Regions from separate parts of the Muntiacus reevesi genome. Here all the other regions are linked to region 2. Evidence: chromatin contacts called from public Hi-C data. All regions are on one chromosome and are shown on one strand. The core of a region is the stretch at or near the end of the contact, and the rest is flanking DNA. Distances in the headings are between cores, read along the strand shown. Region 1 holds the start of WDR27 (WD repeat domain 27). Region 2 holds the start of TBP (TATA-box binding protein). Region 3 holds the start of ERMARD (ER membrane associated RNA degradation).

What was found. Hi-C and Micro-C count contacts between places; a contact is called where the count stands out from the background.
Region 1: a Hi-C map of muscle shows a contact between it and region 2, with 7 times the contacts expected there. The contact joins the promoter of WDR27 here to the promoter of TBP in region 2. A contact is called at or near these places in 2 of 3 Hi-C or Micro-C datasets (blood and muscle).
Region 3: a contact with region 2 is called in a Hi-C map of muscle, with 15 times the contacts expected there. The contact joins the promoter of ERMARD here to the promoter of TBP in region 2. A contact is called at or near these places in 2 of 3 Hi-C or Micro-C datasets (blood and muscle).

Annotation. Positions count from the first base shown.
Region 1 is chr3:156,693,954-156,698,033 of mMunRee1.1, reverse strand. It overlaps WDR27 (WD repeat domain 27), which reads right to left and starts at 2,078. Exons shown (of 26, transcript XM_065930967.1): 1 at 2,030-2,078. The coding sequence starts at 2,040. It overlaps C3H6orf120 (chromosome 3 C6orf120 homolog), which reads left to right and starts at 2,182. Exons shown (of 2, transcript XM_065930966.1): 1 at 2,182-2,260; 2 at 2,401-4,080. The coding sequence starts at 2,443. The coding sequence ends at 2,997. PHF10 (PHD finger protein 10) reads right to left here. Exons shown (of 11, transcript XM_065930965.1): 11 at 3,833-4,020. The coding sequence ends at 3,935.
Region 2 is chr3:156,127,749-156,131,642 of mMunRee1.1, reverse strand. TBP (TATA-box binding protein) reads left to right here and starts at 1,344. Exons shown (of 8, transcript XM_065930944.1): 1 at 1,344-1,466.
Region 3 is chr3:156,651,601-156,655,370 of mMunRee1.1, reverse strand. It overlaps ERMARD (ER membrane associated RNA degradation), which reads left to right and starts at 2,093. Exons shown (of 18, transcript XM_065930962.1): 1 at 2,093-2,528. The coding sequence starts at 2,520. It overlaps DYNLT2 (dynein light chain Tctex-type 2), which reads right to left and starts at 2,073. Exons shown (of 4, transcript XM_065930961.1): 1 at 1,831-2,073. The coding sequence starts at 1,938.

The DNA of each region.
Region 1 (4,080 bases), core at 829-3,328, 570 kb before region 2:
TATAATCTTTCTCTTTTAATGACTAACCCAGCCAGAAATGTGCCAATTTATTCTTGAGTTTGGAAAATACAGTGTGGCAATCAGACACTAGGTTGAGTGCCCAAAGTAAAATGATATATGGCACCATAATTAATGTATCCTTGATGGCTTGCTTAGTAGCTAAAGAAAATATAAAGTTCTCTGCATTCACCAGAATAGGAGACAGGTTCTAATTCTAGGTCCATGGAGAACAGAACTAGTATAAGATGAAGCAATGGTTCATAAAGGTATGAAAGCACCAAATTATACTCTGGCCGCCCTGTGTCTTTAAGTCCTTTCCTAAGTTAATAAACTTTAAAAGGTTATATTTAGCTGCTTTAATGAAGAAAAAAAAAAAAGATATCTTCTTTCTATTGTCCCAGCTGAGAGAAGCCTGATTTTACAAACCATTGGTTCTTAAAACACAAATTTTGTACTTTTATGCCACAAAATGAAAGAGAACAAAAAATGTTGCTGCCATATCAGCAAACTAAGGACTCTGTCGCCATCAAGCCATCACATCACAACCTCCCACTGGGGCACCCTGAGGAGACTCAGGAGGAGAAAGCACAGGATACTGGCCTGAGACAGCTGAGGTGCATACTAAAGGAATGATTTCAATAAGCCCAGATTCTTGCATCTTCTCATACATAGAAAAGTGCTAGATTCCTTTAATGGAGATATCTGGTTTTCTTTGTTGTTGTTAATCAGTCGTCCAGTTGTGTCCAGCTCTTCGAAACCCCTGGTTTTAATTAACAGTAATCTTTTGATGTTCCGACTACCAGGTCTTTGTTACAAAATCTCCTATATATATCCTGGCTCCCCCCTTGCCTCTCCAAAGCAGTCTCTCAGAGCCATCTGAGATGCTGTGTTACAGGCTTGAAGTCCTCAGAATAAAACATAATCCCAGCTTTTCGGTTGTGCATTTTTTTCAGTCCATACCATGACTTGCTGCTGCTACCGCTGCTAAGTCGCTTCAGTCGTGTCCGACTCTGTGTGACCCCATAGACGGCAGCCCACCAGGCTCCCCAGTCCCTGGGATTCTCCAGGCAAGAACACAGGAGTGGGTTGCCATTTCCCCTCTCACTTGTTAGGCAAGCACAAATCACTGACTACCGATAACAGTAATGATGCTTAAGTTTTAAAGTCATTTCTTGATGCATCTCGATGTATCTCTATACACTCCCCTGTATTCCAGTCTGATATGCTTTTTTTACCTGAAAATGTTAAACTTGGAAATGGCCCAGGTTGAGCAGAATGTCACAGGTACCAGATACTTCTTGCAGGAGGAGGTGTGGAGGTCCACAAGTGCTACCGCCATCATCAGCCCAAACCAGTGACTCCCCACCTGGATGCAGCTTGCCCTAACTTCACGCAAATCAACGCCACTCCCCTCAGATAATCAGTCTTAAGTCTCTCAAGCCTCTTTTACACGCCTATAGGTGACATAGATGTAACACTTCAAAGCGGCAACGGACACATTTTTTAACCCAACACATGACAGTCTCCTCAGCAACCCGACCAACCCACACCGTGTATCTACTTGGCAGAGCTCGGGTTCTACGAAAAGGGGCACAAGAGTCACTGCCTGCTTTTACTATTTACACTGCACCTGTTTCCACAAAAGGGATTGAGCACGTTCCAAAATGAAACACGGGGACTGGGATCAACACAAAAGTATGATACTAAAATGAACATAATCTTTCTTGGGAAAGTGTTTTTCAGTGGCCAATAGGCGCCCATTAACACCATATCCCAAGTTTAACAAAATAAACCCTGAATATAAACATAACAGCATTTTAAAGCCTCTCTCAGGAGTAGTTCGTGAAGTAACACGCTTTTAAGAGAGAACAGGTAACGGGCGCACCTGCGTCTCACCTGGGCCCCTCAAACCTATCCCTGAGTCAGCCCGGTGGCCAAGTGTACTCACAATCCGGCTGCACACCAGGCAGTTTAGGCCCAGCGCCCCGCCCCCGTCGTCATGGTTACGAACCCTGGTCTGCGTCCTCACCCCTTCGCCATTCTCGCGATAACCCAGAGTCAACGCAGTACCCCTATCCGGCCTCTGCCTCACTTCCGGGCGCTTGGTCAAGTTCTAGCCTTCCTAACTTCCGAGCGCCGGTCAACTTCCGGGCACCGCCCTCCTCCGAAAGCCTCACTTCCGGGCGCGCCTCCCTTCCGGCTCATCCGGCGCGGACGCCCGGCCCGGAGGCTCCCGGCGCGGCGCCTGCGGGGAGAGGAGGTGAGTCCAGGGGCGGACACCCGCCCCCGCCGCCCGCTCTGTGCGACCGCGGCGTGCTCCCCTCCTCTGCCCCTCCCGCCCCCGCGACTCCCCTCGGGGCGGCCGGGACGCGCTCAGCGCCCCCCGTGGTCTGTCTGCAGGACGCTCGCGGATGAGCACGGCCCCCGCCTGGCGCCCCCGCCATGGCCGCTCCGTGGAAGGGCGCGCTTCTACTGCTCCTGGCGTCGCAGGCCGTCTCCTCGGCGCAGGCCTCGGACGAGGAGGAGGTGCCCGAGGGCTGGGTCCTCCTGCACGTTGTGCAGGGTCAGGTAGGAGCCGGGAACTACAGCTACCTGAGGTTAAACCACGAGGGGAAGATCGTCCTCAGGATGCGCAGCCTGCGGGGCGACGCGGACCTGTACGTGTCCGACAGCACCCTGCACCCCAGCTTCGACGAGTACGAGCTGCAGTCGGCCACGTGCGGCGCCGACGCCGTCTCCATCCCTGCGCACTTCCGGCGCCCGGTGGGCATCGGTGTCTACGGGCACCCGTCCCACCTCGAGAGCGAGTTCGAGATGAAGGTCTACTACGACGCGACGTTCGAGCCGCATCCGTTCGGTGAGACCGCCTACTCGGACGGTACTGATGCGAGTCGCAAGCACGCCTATGCCCCGGAAGACGCGTCTCAAGAAGAGGAGTCTGTGCTTTGGACGATATTAATTAGTATTTTGAAGTTGGTACTTGAGATTCTTTTTTGACTCGCTTAACATACTCTTTTGAGTATAATACTTGTAATCTGCGAAGCTGAGTGCACTTCGCTGTGAACCTAGCTACTCTGACCTGGTTGGCATTCTGGTTACCTTTTCTGAGTGGGGGATGAAAGGATAAAGCCATACAGTTTAGTTACCTCAGTCACTCCAAAAGTACTCAAAGCAGCAAGCACGATATGTTTTCTTTTAATAAAGCATCAAAATTCCTGTAAAAGGAATATGCACAATAAAATGTTTAAACCCCACTTTGATTAGTTTGTCAGGTGACTAGATGATTGCAGTGACTTAGGTTTTTACTCTAGAGACAAATAAATTAGTGTGTTAGCTTTAAAGAATTACTAAAAATAAGTCTGAAATGGAATCATCTCTCCACACTTGCCTGACCGTGAACTAAAGTCCCTTGTCTGTCTGCACCCGAAGTAGAGACAGCACCTGCTGTCCCAACAGGATTTCCTGGTAGGCGGGTGGTGTTCTCATGCCGGTTAATGATGGTTCTTAACTCAGCTGCGCCAGATCTCCTCAGGTGGTAGTTTTATTATCTTGGGCCCCTATGGAGATTCTTTCGTTATTAAATAACTGCTCTGCTACCCGTGGTAGTAGACCAGAAAGGATACAAATTAGTAAAATTTCATTAAACTAATAGTAACTTTTAGGTTAATGGAGTAATAGTTAAGTATTTCTAATTAAGCTGCATGTTACCACTGAATTTCTGGAGAAAGCCAAAGTACTAAGAAATAAAGACTTTTTGCAAGATGGAACTATTTTTCTACTTGGTTTCCAGGGTGAGAGTGGCTTATAAATAAATTTGCAGATTTTAAGCAAGTAATTTAAAAATCTTTTATTGGCATAAAAATGAGAATGTTGTAAATAAATTGGCACCAAATACTTCATTTAAATGCATATTACAGTACTGGGGTCAAAAAAACTACCCCTCTTTGCTGTTTTTCCCCCTTCTGCCCACTTTCCTGGGTGTTGGGGGTGCTCGCTGACAACAGTCACAAATCCAGCGACCTAGGAGAAAAATTGTTAGTTAATACAGGATGAGACTTAACTTTCAAGGACTGAGTTTTA
Region 2 (3,894 bases), core at 95-2,594:
AGATTGCCGGGAGAAATATCAATAGTCTCAGATATGCAGATAACACCACCCTTATGGCAGAAAGTGCAGAGGAACTGAAGAGCCTCTTGATGAAAGTGAAAGAGGAGAGTGAAAAAGCTGGCTTAAAACTCAACATTCAAAAACCTTAAGATCATGGCATCTGGTCCCATCACTTCATGGCAAATAGATGGGGAAACAATGGAAACAGTGACAGACTTTATTTTTGGGGGGCTCCAAAATCACTGCAGATGGTGACTGCAGTCAAGAAATTCAAAGATGCTTGCTCCTTGGAAGAAAAGCTATGACCGACCTAGACAGTGTATTAAAAAGCAGAGACATTACTTGGCCAACAAAGGTCTGTCTAGTCAAAGCTATGGTTTTTCCAGTAATCATGTATGGATGTGAGAGTTGGACTATAAAGAAAGCCGAGCGCCAAAGAATTGATGCTTTTGAACAAGAATTGATGCTTTTGAACTCTTGTGCTGGAGAAGACTCTAGAGAGTCCCCTGGACTGCAAGGAGCTTAAACCTGTCAATCCTAAAGGAAATCAGTCCTGAATATTCATTGGAATGACTGATGCTGAAGCTCCAATCCTTTGGCTACCTGATGCGAAGAACTGACTCATTGGAAAAGACCCTGATGCTGGGAAAGATTGAAGGCAGGGAGTACCGGAAGACAGAGGATGAGATGGTTGGATGGCATCACCGACTCGATGAATGCGAGTCTGAGCAAGCTCTCGGAGCTGGTGATGGACCGGAAAGCCGGGCGCTGCAGTCCATGGAGTCACAAAGAGTCTGACACGACTGAGCGACTGAACTGAACTGAACCATCGGAGAGGTCCTCTGGGATCTAACTTTACCTATAGTTCTTGTGACAAATGTGAAAAGACTTCATAAGATGGCAGCACGCTATCTGGTTTTTTCTTTTTTTAATCATTCCACATGTTTGAGAATAGAGAACACCTCTTACTGCTCACCAGGCACTGTTCATGCATTTCCTTAATTCTTCTCACACTGTTCTTAGAGGACAAGCCCTATTACCATTCCATCCTATACACGAAGAACCTGAGGTGGAGCGGTCTGCTAACTTGCTCAATGTCACACCGCTAGTTGGTTTAAACAGTCAATATTTAAAAATCAATATCTTGTCTACAGCAGCGACCAATCAACATTTTCTGGCAGGGTGGCCTCTCCCGGAAGCCAGAAGCGCTGCGCCCCGCCTCTTGTTTCTCTAAAGTCGAGTATCCAAGGGAGTCAGAGGAAGTCACAAAGCGCCCACACTTAACCACCGCCGGCGCCCCTCGTGGGCAGCTTGCTAAAGTAGAGGGTGAAACTGGCGGAAGTGACGTTATCAACGCGCGCCCGGAGTCCTGTGGGATCGGGAAGGGTCGCCGTGGCGGGCGCCTGGGCCGCTGGGTGCAGAACTTCGTTTTCTCCGGCCGGTAGTCGTCTCTGCAGTGACTCCAGGTAACCACCCTGTTAGCTTCTCTCTGAGAATTACTGCAGAGTGGTCACTGCAACGACTTCCTGGGGGTGGTGGAGCGGAGAGGCACGGAATGGATCCGGAGACGCGGGGGCCGTTCCTCTGGCTCGTGCTGCCGCCTCTTCGGCCTCTCCCGGCCGTGGCTCCCGCCCGGCACTCTCTGCGGTGGTTCGAGAGCGGCTTCCCTGTACGAGCGCGGGCGCAGGGTGCTGGTGGGGCCTGAGGCAGCGCAGTCCCGCTCATCCAGGACCCTGCCATCCTTTAATTCTCTTTATTGAAAGGCATATTCACCCTGGCCTGTGCTCATCTGTTTTGCTACCAACAGGGGTAGTTTTATAATAAAGTTGAGCTTGAGACTTTTTAACGTTTTTTCAGAGGCCGGAGACTTCAGGCACGTTAGAGCATAATACACAAATACAAAGGTGTCCCTGTCTAGGCCCTGGACAGTGTGGTTTTCGCATGTAATACTTAGGTAGGCGTCTCTGAAAAGATTATTCTTGATTGAGAATAATCTCCTCGCAGACACGAGGAGACTATGCACAATTTATTGATTCTTTTCCCTTATCAGTGATCATCTCCCCAAAATATCAAATTTGACGCTTCAGTTACCAAAAGATGAGGAGATGCTGCAAACAACTATCTTTTCTGAGGATAAGTTAGTGCAGTAATAACTGTGCGGCTTTAAGGACACAGGGGAGGAAGAATGGTCAGTACCATCACTTCGAATTAGAGATGAGCTCTAAACAATGGTAACATTAGGCCTCAACAACTTCCTCAGATTTTTTCTCTAGATTTAGTTTGCAGGGGTCAGGAGCCACCAGTTTCTAGATCAATCTGTTCGTATAAATGAGTGGTTTCAATCCTGCCCTCATTATCTCTTGCCTTAACCATAGCAGTGACTCTTAAACCGAACTTCCAGCCTCCAGTTTTCTCTCTTAGAGTTCATTCATACTCTTGCCAAAGTAGATATAGTCATGGTGCACTTCCAAACCTTGTCACTGCTTGTATTGCTTATGTAATATAACGTGACCCCACTTACATTTGCTGTCTCATCCCCTGCAGGAACATTCCATGCAGTCATGCTTAGTTTGTTGCTTGCATGCTCTTTCAATTTTTGTCTCTTTGTGCTTGACTTTCTACCTGAAATGCCAAATGTAAATTCCTACTCACCTTGCTAGACCCAAGTTAGATATTCCTTGCTTTATAAACAAACACTTGGCAGTTAACATTGCCTTTCTTTTCTCTAGCATGTATGCATTCATTTGGGGCCTCCCGGGTGGCTCAGTAGTAAGGAATCCACCTGCAGTCGCAGGAGGCACCAGTTCAATATCTGGGTTGGGAAGATCCTCTGGAGAAGGAAGTGGCAACCCAATCCAGTATTCTTGCCTGGAAGATCCCATGGACAGAGAAGCTTGGTGGACTATATAGTCCATGTGGTTGCAAAAGAGTTGGACATGACCTAGCTACTAAAGGAAAGCATGCATTCATTCATCATCAACATATTATATGTCAGACACTGTACTAAGTATAGAGATTACAGAAACATATATTCCTGGTTTCTTCACTCAAGGGGCTTAGCATAGTATGTATCTGCTATTATAACACTTAAGTTTTGCAGTGATTACTTGCATATCCTATACAAATTGAACTCTTTGATGCCAGGGACTATATATATATCCTCTTAATTTTTATATTTGCAGCACTCTGTTGTTGTAATAAAATAACAGTGTCCAAAAGAGTGTAATTTTCTTATATGTCTGTTTTCGGAAGCAGCTTTCTCTGTTTGGTCTGCTTTCCACTGATGGGTATGTAGGATATATAGTCTTCAGAGTCCTTTGTCTTCAGAGTCACTGCCAGATTCTGAGTGCTTTTTTATACAAGTACGTACTTGAGGTACATGTGCATCTTTGACATATAATTTGTAACTTTAAGATTTATATGTTCTGTGTGAGAATGTCTTACTAGATTGGTAACATTTAGACTGAAATCTAATAGTAATAGCTGACGTTTATCCTGTGCTTACTGTGTCATAACTGGATGCTGTTCTTAAGGTATTAATCAGTCCTGTTTGAATCAGTCAGTTCTCACAGCAACCTTGAGCACAATAGGAGTCCATATGAGCTAAACTGAATAGAAGGTCTTTCATTAATCACTCGGTTCTTTAACCTAAAAGGAATTTCAAATGTGTAGCTAGTAAAGAGATGATTTAAGGAAAGCCAGGTACAGGCATATTGGTATTCGTGTGCTCTGAAGAGGTAAAGGTATTACATATATAAAAACATGATGTTTTATTTTTATGTCGGTACAGCTTCTATCACAGTATGTTATTTAAGGTAGTTTCTCAATAAATGATCACGCTAAAGTGTATGGGATACAATTCAAAATTTATTAAACTTAATGCCCAAGACATTA
Region 3 (3,770 bases), core at 844-3,343, 520 kb before region 2:
GGTCACAGAGTCAGACATGACCAAGCGAATGAACTGACTGCCATCTCTAATTCACTAATACTGTTCTACTGTGTCAAATCTGCTGTTGATTCCACTCATTTTACATTTTTAACACTATATTTAGATTTTCAAATGTATGTAGACATGTGAGACTAACCAAGTTTTCAATTAACAGTAATTGAAGGTTTTGGAATCGTTGGTGGCAAGCAACAGGAACTGATTCTTGTTAACCAGTTAACCACATACATAACTAACTGGAAAGACATGAAGTAACTCACAGAGTGGAAGAGAAGGCTAAAGCACCAGGCACTTAAGGCACTTCAGTATGCCACTTCAATTTAAATTAATCTCGGTCATTTTCCTGAATTATTCCAGGGAGAGTTCATCTAATCAGCTTAGTCTTGGTCTCATCCTCACTATAAAGTTAAGGAGGGTGATAGACAGTCCCACCAAAACTCTATTCAATGGGGAATGAGTTCATTCTCCAAAGAAAACTGAGGTGCTACTATGAAAGAAAATAAATGGACACAGGAGAGAAAAAATCAAAAGATATTTATAATGATTAAATTGTGTGTCCTAATTTTTCTTATGCTCAGGATCATGAGAGTCATCAGCTACCTAAGTTAGGAATGATAATTAGTAACTCATTGTCCTCAGGCACACTTAATGAGAATTTGTGAAGCCTTTTCTTAGTCTCTTCCCATTTATCCGTCTTTTCAAATTTCTGACCTGTAAAAGCTCAGACTTTAGAGACAACTATAATTAATCCCATTCATTATCAAATAAGAAAGCACTGCCTTGTCCATGTCCCCTTCTCCCCAGATTCTGGCATGTACACCAAATGTATGTGTCTGTCGTCCCCTCCTTTTGGATTCAAACTTACTTTCCAAGACTTCAAATCTTTAGTAGTAGACAGTAAGTTTATAAAGGGCAGCTCAAAATAGAAATACTTTTCATTACTGTAGGTGACCTATGGTTACTCAGACTTTTATACAGTATGGTTTTCGGGAGCATGAGTTTTAAGTCCAATACATTAAGCAGTCAGCCTTGCTGTGCTCTTAGTTTTGTGAACGTGCCCTTCTTACTTTTCCTCCTTTTCTCTTTCCTCTGTAAAACGTAGACAGCAAAAAGCACTCATTAGAACCTGAAATGTTACCAAGACTTTTGGGGGAGGGGTGGGGGTGGAGAGGGAATCAAGATCTTCAAAAATTCTCTCTCCTCCATCGTGTTGATTATGGGTCCCATTAAGTAGGCATGAAAACCGTCACACAAGTGGACCAGAAGCCCCAGCTTTGTTACTACAATTCTGTACCCTTGGACAAATTATTTTCTCTCTTAAAAGACTCAATAAAATATGGAGTATTGATCACTAATGGTTTCCAGATTACGGTCACATAGAAATCTGGTGCTATACCACCAATAAAACTGAATGACATTATTCATGAATTTCAGATAGTAAGTTAATGGGAAGAATTATTTTCAATTTAACTTTCTCCTTTTTATGTTCTCCAAATACTCAAGACTGCTGCTGTTAACAAAAACTCAAAACATCTCATTGTTCTGCTTGGTATATCCAAACATTCTTGTTTTAAGAAAACACGCATACACCGGCTTCTGGTTAATAAATCTGCCCCTGGTTTCAGTAATGACATTAAACACACTAAAATTACGCATTTCTGGAAAAAGTTCCTCTCGGGAAACCTGGAGCTGAGTAAATTTGAAGAGAAGTGAAGCAGTTGTTTTGGTTTACGCGGTGCTCGAGGGTCTACACCACAAAGGCGGGAGAGTCCTGCAGCCCAAGGTCGGCCCGTGCCCCGTCTTCGCACTCACTGCCTCCTTCTCGAACATGCTAGGCCTCCTCTCTCTGCGAGGCGTCACCGGCGGCTGCTGAGGCGCCGACACCGAGGGCGCCTTCGCGCCCCTACCCCGCTTCTCCATCCCGCCGGCGCCCCGGGTGGCCTTCGCGGCCGCCCCAACGCCTCTGCCGCTTTCCGCTCGAGTTCCAGTCTCGCGCGTGCGTCGCGCCAGGCGGAAATGCGCCTCAAGGAGGGGCGTGGCGTGAGTGCGTCATCCCTCGGCGCCGCGGCCGGGAGCCGGAAGTCATGGAGGAAGAGTCCAGGTAGCGGCAGTCCCAGAGAACACCTGAGTTCGTCCATCAGGCTGCGACGCGGGAAGCATCGTCTTGACTGCAGCCAGTGCCGCGGCTGAGGAGGGCGGGCCGTGTCCGTCCACGTGGGCGTCTGCTGGACTCCCTTCCGCCCTCGTGCTCTCTGGTGTCGCCGACCTCGCGTTCGGGGGCGCAGGTCCCGGCTGAAGTCTGCGAGGACGTGACGTGGGGACCGAGCCTGCGCCCTGGGCGCGCGGCGGCGGGGGTGGGAGAGCTCTGCTGCCGCGACCGCCAAGTCCAGGAGCTGTTCCCGGGACCGCGGACGGGCACGCGCAGCGCGCCGTGGCTTTTAGCCTTTGTTCTGACTGCCCTTCGTCCCTAAAGGAAGTGTCCTCTACGTGGTCCCTTAGCGATGTGGGAAGTATGTATGGTGATCTCGCTTCTGGTTCACACTTGCAAATAAGAATTGTAGTTGACGTCTTTAGGCCACTTTGATAACGTAAAACTAAGTCAAAGGGTCTCATTAACTGGCTGCCTCAGTGCGGTTGCCTCACAATAAAGATTTTACTTTCCTCTCGGAGGGATTTCAGTGTCAATCGATTATCTGAGCAGTTTTTAGCACTAGCTGCTACTTGCTGAGTACGGTGTGCTAGGTGCTTCTCAAGTATTATCTCTGATTACTGCAATCATAGGAGGTGGTCATGTTTTGCCCCGCTTTACACTTAAAAGTCTCAGGTATGTTAGCGGTTCCAAGGCAAGAAGTAGAAAAGAGTCTGAGGAAGAATTCAAATTCAGATCATTCTAGCTCTCAAGCACAGATCATTTGCACTATCCCACGCTGCTCTGGGCAAGACACTGAAGTACTAAAGATGACACGGAGGGGTACACACACACACAAAAATTCAGGCTTTGGGGCTTCTAGTGGGAGGACAGACATGTCCCTGGGTGTAACACACAGAGGAGAGATTTATTGTCTTGAGTGGCAGTTAAAGCGTTGCAGCATGTATTATTTGTTGATTTGAGGTTGAATTTTATTTCTCGATTAACAGCAGACTCTCTTCTTGTCTAAGAGAATATGAGCTTAAAAAGTTAACCTAGAAGCCAGCTTCTAGAATTGCATGTCTATTTGTAGGAGTAGAATGTAGCCATTCTCCAAATCTGAAGGTCTTGGAGCCTTAGAGAGGTCCATTTCAACTCAGGGTGAAAGTGTTAACTGCCCAGTTATATAGGACTCTCTGCAATCCCATGGACTGTAGCCCATCAGGCTCCTCTGTCCATGGGATTCTCCAGGCAAGAGTACTGGAGTGGGTTGCCGTTCCCTTCTCCAGGGGATCTTCCCAACCCAAGGATTGAACCCCAGTCTCCTGCATTGCAGGCAGATTCTTTACCCTCTGACCCACCGACGGGATAGGAGGAGCCAATAATTCATTTAACTCTTGTTTTTCATTTATCATGTTCCAGCATCTGCTGTGTCCTGGGCATACAATGTTATGTAAGACCTGGTCTCTCTGCTCCGGGATCTTACTGTTTGGTTGAGTCTGAGGGACGATTGTGTTGATCCAGTGTCTACAACCAAAAGAGACTTTACTTACAACCTCAGTTGTGAGATTCCAGGGCCCACTTTACTAGTCGAGTAGATGAGTTTTTGTGCAGAAATATCATT